2 separate regions of the Mus musculus genome follow, and region 1 is linked to region 2. The links are chromatin contacts, called in public HiChIP or PLAC-seq maps. All regions are on one chromosome and are shown on one strand. The core of a region is the stretch at or near the end of the contact, and the rest is flanking DNA. Distances in the headings are between cores, read along the strand shown.

What was found. HiChIP or PLAC-seq counts read pairs in DNA pulled down with a chosen protein or histone mark.
Region 1: a contact with region 2 is called in an H3K27ac HiChIP or PLAC-seq map of the HPC-7 cell line, with 6 times the contacts expected there. The contact joins two enhancer-like sites. A contact is called at or near these places in 4 of 484 Hi-C or Micro-C datasets (the HL-1 cell line, the N1E-115 cell line, bone marrow-derived macrophages and 1 more) and 6 of 115 datasets of contacts at active chromatin or transcription factors (DN3 thymocytes, the HPC-7 cell line, embryonic stem cells and 1 more).

The regions. Positions count from the first base shown.
Region 1 is chr17:31,905,003-31,909,302 of GRCm38.p6, reverse strand. 2310015A16Rik (a long non-coding RNA gene) reads left to right here. Exons shown (of 3, transcript XR_876746.3): 2 at 426-507; 3 at 886-1,426. Among named protein-coding and RNA genes, the nearest start is that of 2310015A16Rik, 5.3 kb to the left of the region's middle. Within about 2 kb of position 2,937, at least 119 of the 459 cell types and tissues checked have an H3K27ac peak or open chromatin away from gene starts, as enhancers often do. A contact at or near this core is called in the HPC-7 cell line, where this site is marked.
Region 2 is chr17:31,720,335-31,724,741 of GRCm38.p6, reverse strand. No RefSeq gene overlaps it. Among named protein-coding and RNA genes, the nearest start is that of Gm30255, 4.4 kb to the left of the region's middle. Within about 2 kb of position 3,046, at least 34 of the 459 cell types and tissues checked have an H3K27ac peak or open chromatin away from gene starts, as enhancers often do. A contact at or near this core is called in the HPC-7 cell line, where this site is marked.

The DNA.
Region 1 (4,300 bases), core at 1,688-4,187, 180 kb before region 2:
CATCTGGTTTTTGAGGGCCAGTAGGTAAGGTGCAGATAGGGAAGGGAAGAGATGAGATGTGGTGTTATCAGAGGATTGTTGGCTTCAGCGGCCCAGAGGTACAAGGGTCCATCTGGCAGAAGCTACAGTAGCTAGAGCCAGCCTGGCAGCGACTAGCCTAAATAAGGTCAGGGCTCTCTGAAAAGCCATGTTGGTCTTGCCAATTCTAAGTCCCATGACCAGGTCTGCTGGGCATGCCCAGGAAGAGACTGGCTGTGGGTAGTAGGGGTAGCCACTCCAGAGGATGGGGCCAGATGGGGCTCTACATATGCCTGTGGCAGGTGCAGAGATGGATTAGCAATGGGCACCGAATGCCAGACAGGCACCGAGTTATGTCGGGATTGGGGTTTACCGGGGGTTAACACTCGTTGCTGTTGGCCGTTTAGTGAACAATGCCTGCTCCCGACTGGCCCACGGGATTTGAAGAGCTAAGCTGGACCTGTGAGCTGAGCTTCCTTCCAGCTCCCTGTGAGTAATCAGGCTGGGACACAGGGTTTGCTGTGGGGATCGGTAGGCACAGAGCTACAGGTCTGAATGCCCATGTACCCCCCAAATCCATGTATTTGAAATAAGCCCTCACCCCAAGTTAAAGGTGGTCGGAGGTGGGCATGGGGTATGGCAAGGTCATAAGGATGGAGCCCACGCCCGTGAGGTTAGAGCTCTTGTAGGAGAGACATCAGGGCACACGTAGCCCCTTACCATGGGAGGACACAGGAAGACACCATCTTCTGCTCAAAGCAGGTTCTCCTGTGGGCCAAAGCCTGTGTGGGCAGGGAGAGGTCATTGGACAACAGCCACTTTGAGCCCTATGGCCCCAGCCTCCTCTCTACTCCTTCCGTCCCTCAGTTTACCATCCCCGAACAACTCGTCTGTGAAGCCTTGAAGTTCAGGCAAGAGAACTTGAAGAACCACCTTGCCTCAGCTGCTACATCTCCTGTCAGCACAAGTGTCACATCTGTCCCCACCATGCTGGCCTGTCTGCATCCCCCTGGATCCTCATGGCATCTCTGGTCTGGGCCTGGGTGATGTCAACCTTCCTTGTTTCTATGCATCCTTCCTGAGATGAAGGCTCTACTCTGAAAGTAAAGGCTATGGGACAGTCTCTGTAGGGTGAATGGAAATGGCCACCACAGGGGCTGGTTGAAGGCTTGTGGCACTATGGAGGTGACCTTCCTTCTGGTTTGGTAGGGGACCTTCAACAGAGATCTTCACTTTGTCATGGGTGCTTTGGGGCTGGAGTCAAGCTGGCTCCTCTGGGTCCCAAGATAAGTCCTGGCCTACACAAGGGAGCTTCTCTGTAGCATTTGATGACACTTCCAAAGAGAATCAATTTTCCATCATCACAAATAAAGAAACCTGAGCCCCAGGCTCACCCATCTTGACTGCCCACTGTGTGCTGCTCATTGTGAGTCTTGGGACTCTCTGTGTGCCAGTCCCCTTACTTCTGTCCATTCGCATCCAGAGAGGGCAGCTGAGGACCCAGGGGACCCCTCCAGACTGCTCGTTCCTGAAGTGACACCACACCTCCTCCCAAGGGCTCATGTGTCCAGCCTGTGCTGTGCTCCTTACCTGGTCACAGCTGCCCTTACCTGGTCACTCCAGCCATGCTCTCCTTGACACAGACAGAAGGGCTGGTCTCCTTACCAGAGGTTCCCAGTTGGTATAATAGTGTCTACTTCTCCCAGTTCTTCCAGAAATGAGAGGCCAAGGGGAAAACCCCCACATTGTCACATTCGTGGCCCAGCAGCTGAGGATGCCTTTGTGTCTCCCAGGCTCCCATGGCATCCATGTTTATTTTAGAGTGGCATCTGGCCTCAGAGTTCATGTCTCTTGACTCCAAGGGCTGAACGACATCACAGGTACTGAGAGAGGCTGTAACGAACGAGGTTGCTGTATACACTGTCCATACTCCTTGGCGTACAGATGCCATCTTCTGGAGGACGAGACCAGGAGGCAGGGGCTACGGCAAAAATGGTTTTCAACAACGAGCCCAGGTCCTTGGCTCCATGCAGATAAGCTTGCCTGGCTGTCTATGGGCATGAGGGCAAGAGAGCCCGGCAGGGACACTCTAGAGCATTCCTGAACAGAGGATAGCCCCATCGCAGGTGGCTGGAAAGCCGTGGCTGCTTTACCTCTCTTCAGTGCCTGCAGACATCAAGAACCCCTCCAGATACAGGTGGCAAATGTCCCATTCAATGCTACCACAGTGCCGTGTGACCACTGAAGGCAACCCTTTTAGGTAAACCGTGAGATTCTCACTAAGATCTTCGAGGGAACTTGTGTATGTATCATTGCACATATGTTCCAGTACATGGGCACAGGTGTGTGGGGATGGAGTTTTCTTCAGTCACTCTATACAGTGAGACAGGAACTCTCCCAGAGTTCGCCAGTCAGCTGGTCTAGCTAGCTGTCTTGCTCTAGGTCACCCCCTGTCTCTGCCTCCCCAGTGCTGGGACGTACAGGTGGCCATCACACACGTCCAGCTTTTACATGGGTTCTGGTGACAAAAACTTTGGCCCTCACCTGTCCACAGCATGTGCTGTGTCCCCCATGCCAGTTCCCTCCTGCACCTCCCCCAACTTCTTTTTAGAATGGACCCCACTGTGGACATGATGGCAAGCTATTTGGAGTCCCCTTCCAGAAGACTATGAGCAGGGTTCATGGGCACAGTCCCTGGTAAGGATACCCGCACTGTTCCTCCACCTCCCTTAAGTCTAGATGTTATCATTGTAGCCTCAGTGGCTGCTATCCTGAGCCCAGTGACACCCTACAGGATGCCTGTCCCCAGGATGCCTGGTAGCCTTCCCAGTTAGTGTTCTGGCCTCTGTGTCCCTTCCTCCTGGTCCTTCTGCTGCCACCAGCTCCTAGTGTCCTTGACACCAGGATCATCACTGTTAGGATTCTGTCCAACTTGGGACCAAAGGCCATGTGTTGGGGCCCCAGGGATCACACTGAGAGACTATGTAAGTGGGTACTGCGGGGCAGTGGGGTGCACTGGTTCTGATCTCCGGCGACCTCTGATCTTTGTAAACTCACAAATGTGCTCAGGAGCCTGAGGAGGCCAGAAAGGAGACGTCTCAGGGGTTGGAGGCTGGGCAGATGGCAGGTCAGGTGGGATGGAGCTGGGCAGAGACTGGCCTCCCTGCTGGAGAAGGTGACGTGGCTGTGCTTCCTGTGGGGCCTGTGGAGGCTTCCTCCAGGGCTTCTTAGGTAAGACGGCTTCCTGTGCACTCGTCTCAGGCCATGAAGTCAGCCCTCCACATATCTGGCCTGAGGACAGAGAAGGCTTCCTCTTTGGGGAGTGAAAAGGAACGTGGCCTCCCAAGCTTCAGGAAGGAAAGCCCTCACTTCCTGGTGAGAGGGAACAAACACGGCAGGCCTTGACTCCAAACCCAGAGGAACACGTCAGAGCCTGCCGCCTGGGACAGAGACAGTTGGCTGGCCTAGTCCTGTGGCTGTGCTTGCCGACGTCCTGACCTTACGATGGAGGCAAGCCTGTGAACGCCATGGGGGTAGGAAAAGCAGAGGATTTTCCTGGGGGTCACTTGGAAGCCTAGGTCTAGATGTCTAAGCCGCTGTGCCCTGCAGAGCCTGGCTCCTGCAGGTGCTCAGAGATCCATGTTCAAAGACTGTGAGCCACAGGCACGCTCTATGCTCTTCCGGGGTGGCTCTGTAACCAGCAATGGCTCGCACCGGGAGGAGTCCACGGAAGCTGGGCCTAGTCCTCTCACTCTGCCTCAGTGTACTGGCTGGGTTTGTGTGTCAGCTCAACACAGGCTGGAATTATCACAGAGAAAGGAGCTCCAGCTGGGGAAGTGCCTCCATGAGATCCAGCTGTGGGGCATTTTCTACGTTGGTGATCATGTGGGGAGGGCCCCTTGTGGGTGATACCATCCCTGGGCTGGTATCTATAAGAGAGCAGGCTGTGAAAGCCAGGGGAAGCAAGCCAGTAGGTAACATCTCTCCATGGCCTCTGCATCAGCTCCTGCTTCCTGACCTGCTTGAGTTCCAGGCCTGATTTCTTTTGGTGATGAACAGCAATGTGGAAGTGTGAGCTGAATAAACCATTTCCTCCCCAATTTGCTTCTTGGTCATGATGTTTGTGCAGGACTAGAAACCCCGACTAAGACACTCAGCCGTGTTTCTAGAGCTTTTGTGGCTAGACCCTGGCCTTGGGTATGAGCAGCCAGCCCTAGCTTCTGTCCCCTAACTGGGGACAGGCACTACAGGTCGCTTGGTATTCACTGTTGGGAACGTAAGT
Region 2 (4,407 bases), core at 1,797-4,296:
TGGCGGACCCTCACCCAAGAGCAATCGAGCATTCTTATGAAGCTAGCCACTCAGAGAGAAGGCTGGAGGACAAGAGTCTATGACAATGATCTAGGAGCCACCAGGATCTGGGGAGGCAGGGAGGTCTTCCCCAGACGCTATGCAGAGTCTTGTCTTAATCATGACTTTTTAAAAAATCTTATGATGTTTTGAACCCTTAAACATCTTGATGATCAGAGAAAGATCGCAGCCCCTCACCCACCCTTCCAACATCTGGCTGGCTGGGAGCAGCTTTTGTACACAATCAACCCGTTTCCTCTCCCTCCCACTCCTTTAACTAACTCTAATCCAGGGCTACCCCTCCCAAAATCAATTCCTAAAGCTTCCCCAGCTCAACCACTGAGTGACTCACCCGTTACTCTGCTCAGCTTTCTGAAGCCTCTCTAAAGGCTCTGGCTCTGCCTCCACCGGTCTGCTTTCTGATCTTGCTGCTTCCCCTGTGACCCTAACATGTGACTGCCCTGCCCCGTCCCACCCCACCCCTCAGAACAGTGAGCTATAACGTGCCTCAGTAGCATAATGAGCTGACCCCTCTGCATCACTCACACATAAAGAATGAAGCCACCCTCACAGACAACGTACCTGTAAATGCGTATAACCTCCATGCCGGCCCGTGCTGATAGCTGATTGGTTCTGACAGAGGAGATGGCCTATTCTCCACCAAAGCCCAATTTCAACCCTGTTCTTGGCCAGGTTCTTGGGATAGCACTTTCTGCCCTGTCTCTCCCACCCAAGTGTCCTGATGTCTACTCACCCGATGGCCAGCAAAACCAAGTTTCTGAGCATCGAAGGGTATTCCACAGGCCTGAGTGGGGAGCCAAGCCACTCTGGACCTCTGACCTCGAGTAGTATAAACAAAGCACTTTTATTTTTATTATTAAAATAACAAAACATGAAGTTTACAGCTAGCTTAAGCAAACACAAGGATAACAAGGGAATACACCTGTGTTATGTTTTAAGGTCTTTGGCCATGTAAAAGAGTCAATAATATCTCTTCCAGGCTGTCTTAGTTTGGATTTTACTGCTGTGAACAGACACCATGACCAAGGCAACTTTTATAAGGAGAACATTTAATTGGGGCTGGCTTACAGGTTCAGAGGTTCAGTCCATTATCATCAAGGTGGGAGCATGGCAGCATCCAGGCAGGCATGGTGCAGGAGGAGCTGAGAGCTCTACATCTTCATTTGAAGGCTGCTAGGAGAAGACTGGCTTCTAGGCTGCTAGGATGAGGGTCTTAAAGCCCACACCCACAGTGATGAACCTATTCCAACAGGGCCATGCCCACTCCAACAAGGTCATACCCTCTCTAACAAGGCCACACTTCCAAATAGTGCCACTACCTGGGTCAGGCATATATATACAAACCATGACACAGGCATTTGTCTTTTTTGCAGAGGTAATGTGGACATTTTAGAATATTTTAAAAATGTTTTTATTTTTAAGTGTATTTACTTACCATAGTTTATGTAGTTTTTTATAAAAGACCATGTTGTACTCTGTTCCATTATGTAAGTCTACAGCTTTTTGACACAGGTTCCCACATCCTGAAGCATGGCAGATGGAAAGCTCCATCTCCATCCTGCCCACTTGGAGAACCTTGATTCCATCTTGCCTTCTCCACACCTGCCTGTCAGGGCTGGCTCAAGCCAGCTTGCCAGAGCCTAAGGGCCATCAGCCTACCGCATTCCCCTGCTCTGAAAACACATTACCTAACAGAGAAGATAATACCCAACTGTGGAGTGTTCGCCCCTGTGTTCAGGTGCCTCCTCCTAGTTTCAGACATGTAGTTACGAAGCCTCTAGGCAGAGGTGCCCATTCAGGAAATGACAGGGAACCGGAAGCCAGAGCGCCCTCCTAACATCCTTGACCTCCAGTAAGGCCGTTTCCAAAACTGTGTGCTTGGGGGCCCCACCCTGCCTGAGCAGCTTGTCCCTTGTTCTTATCACTCTGAAGATGGACGTGCTCTGTGCTCTGGGACTTTGGTCCTCACCACAACCCTCGAGTAGTTGAGGGTACTCCCGTCCCATCTTCCATAAGAAGAAGCCAAGGTACCCATGACAATGTCAGTCGCAGTGACACAGAGTCAACAAGTCACTGAATAGGCAAGAGTGAGGAACTGACTCATGGCCCCTGAATGCCTTGTTCTGGCCCTCTGAGTGTTACTAATATAAAACCATGCATCCTGGCAGACTGTAGGAAACCCAACTAAAATAGCCTGAAGAGACCCAAGTGTTTCTAGCTGGGGCACTGAATACAAGACTCTGGCTTGCACGCTTGCCTAGTCAGGGAAGAATATTGCTGGCTTACCCACTGTACCTGGTCTTCCCGGGAGGATGCTGTCCATGTACCCTGTGCAGCTCTTCAGAGACACCACAGTGACCTAGAGCACAAGTGTATCGAGCTTTACCCATGTCTATCCTGAGAGGTGACGCACGACCCAGGAGGACTAGAAATCCAGTCTTTGCAACCAAACTCTCTCCTCAACTCTTTCCCGCAACAAGGCAGTTAAAGAGCGCAACCCTCTGGAAATGAATAGTGGCCCCAGGCAGAAGAGTCCACGTAGACAGCAGGAGGGACTGCATGTTTGATGGAGATGCAGCCCAGACGTGTGACAACTTCAACAACAAGCTGCCCCTTCCAGAAAAATGACAACTAGACACTGAAGGATGGGGCTTGGAACTCCAGCCACCCACGGAACTCACATTGTTGGTCGAAGAGAGAACAGGGCAGCTTCGAAAGCCAGGTCAGCAGTTTTTTCCCTTCAGCCCCCGCCCCTACTTGCTTTCTTAGCCAGCAGGTCTACACTCCCTAAAACAGTCCAGTCCACACAGCAAGACAGCCTTTATCCCTTTACACATTGTAGGGCTATGTGCCAATTTGTCTGCAGCCTGTCATGAGGTCTAACGGTTTCTCTGTGGCCAGCAGGTCCCTGCCCCTGCTAACAATAAGAATAGATGCAGCGAACACTTGATTTCCCCCCAGAAGGCTTTGCCCACAGGAGAAATAACAGAAACACCTGCTCCCACAAGCCCACCAGTGAAGATGGAAGAGGCACTCAGGAGACAGAGCTAGCTAGATACCGCTAATATAGATTGTCAACTCGGCACAATCTAGAATCACCAGGAACCAAACCGCAGGGGATATCCTTGAGGGTGTTTTGATATTGGGTTAACTGAGATGGAATGACACCCTAAACATGGGTGGTACCTCCCGTGGGCTGGGGTCCCAGACTACACATAAAGGAGACATCCCTCTCTCTCTGCTTCCTGACTGGGGATGAGGTCTGACCAGGTCCCTCCGGCTCCCCTCACCACCCCTTCCTGCTATGATGGATTACATCCTCAAGTTATGAGACTAAACTAACCCTTTCTTCCTTAAGTCACTTTGATAATAAAAGCAACTAACGAATGAGATGGCTGTATTTAACAAAATTGCAAACGTTCAATTTTACCAATAAAGGCTCAGAGGCCAGAGGTTGGGATGAAAGCCTGCTAGCTCACACAGCTGACCTTCCTCCCTAGCCAACGTCTCAAAAGGAAGTTCTCCCTCTCTACTAGGCGTCAAAAAACAAACAAACAAAAAACAAAAAAACAACAAAAAAACAACAACAAAAACCAAAACCTTCAAATTCAATGTCCTGCCCTTCTTCTTCCTGTGTGTCTCTCTATCCATCCTCCTGACTTCCTCTTACTCTCTATGGTCTTTCCCATGTTCCCTCCCTCAACTGGTTGCTTGCTCCACCTCTTGACCTACGGATAACTTTATTTAATCTGTCTACAACAAATAAAAAGCTCTTGGATTAAAGGTTTGTGCCTGGGGCTGAGCCACACCACAACTAGAAACGGGTTTGCTTTATATATATATATATGTATATATATATGTATGTATATATATATATATATATATATATATATATATATATATTCCAGTAAAGCACTAGACACACTATTTCAGTTATTTGCCTGAGTGGCCCCAGCCCCAATCCACTTGACCTGACCCAGTGTGCCTCAAGAGTGTACCCCAGCAACAGTAAAGGTCACAGGTGCTAGTCAGCCTCCATTGCTCCCTGATAGTTTACCTGGGAGGCTAGGAGCTCACTTGGACTCTGTAGGTACAAAGGGCCATGCTGGGCTGGATTTTGACAGCAGGCCTGAGGAGGCATGGGAGGGTACCGTCCCCCAAAACTAAGGTCTTCCTTACCTGACTGCCCAGTGTGACTCCAGTACTTGCCATCCCAACTTTCCCGTCACCTGACTAAGATCCAGAAAGCAACCATAGAGGAGGACTTTTTTGAAGGAGAGCCAAGCAGGTTTAACTAACTCTGTGGTAACTTCCCCCGTATAAAAAGCCTAGGAAAACATAGGTAAC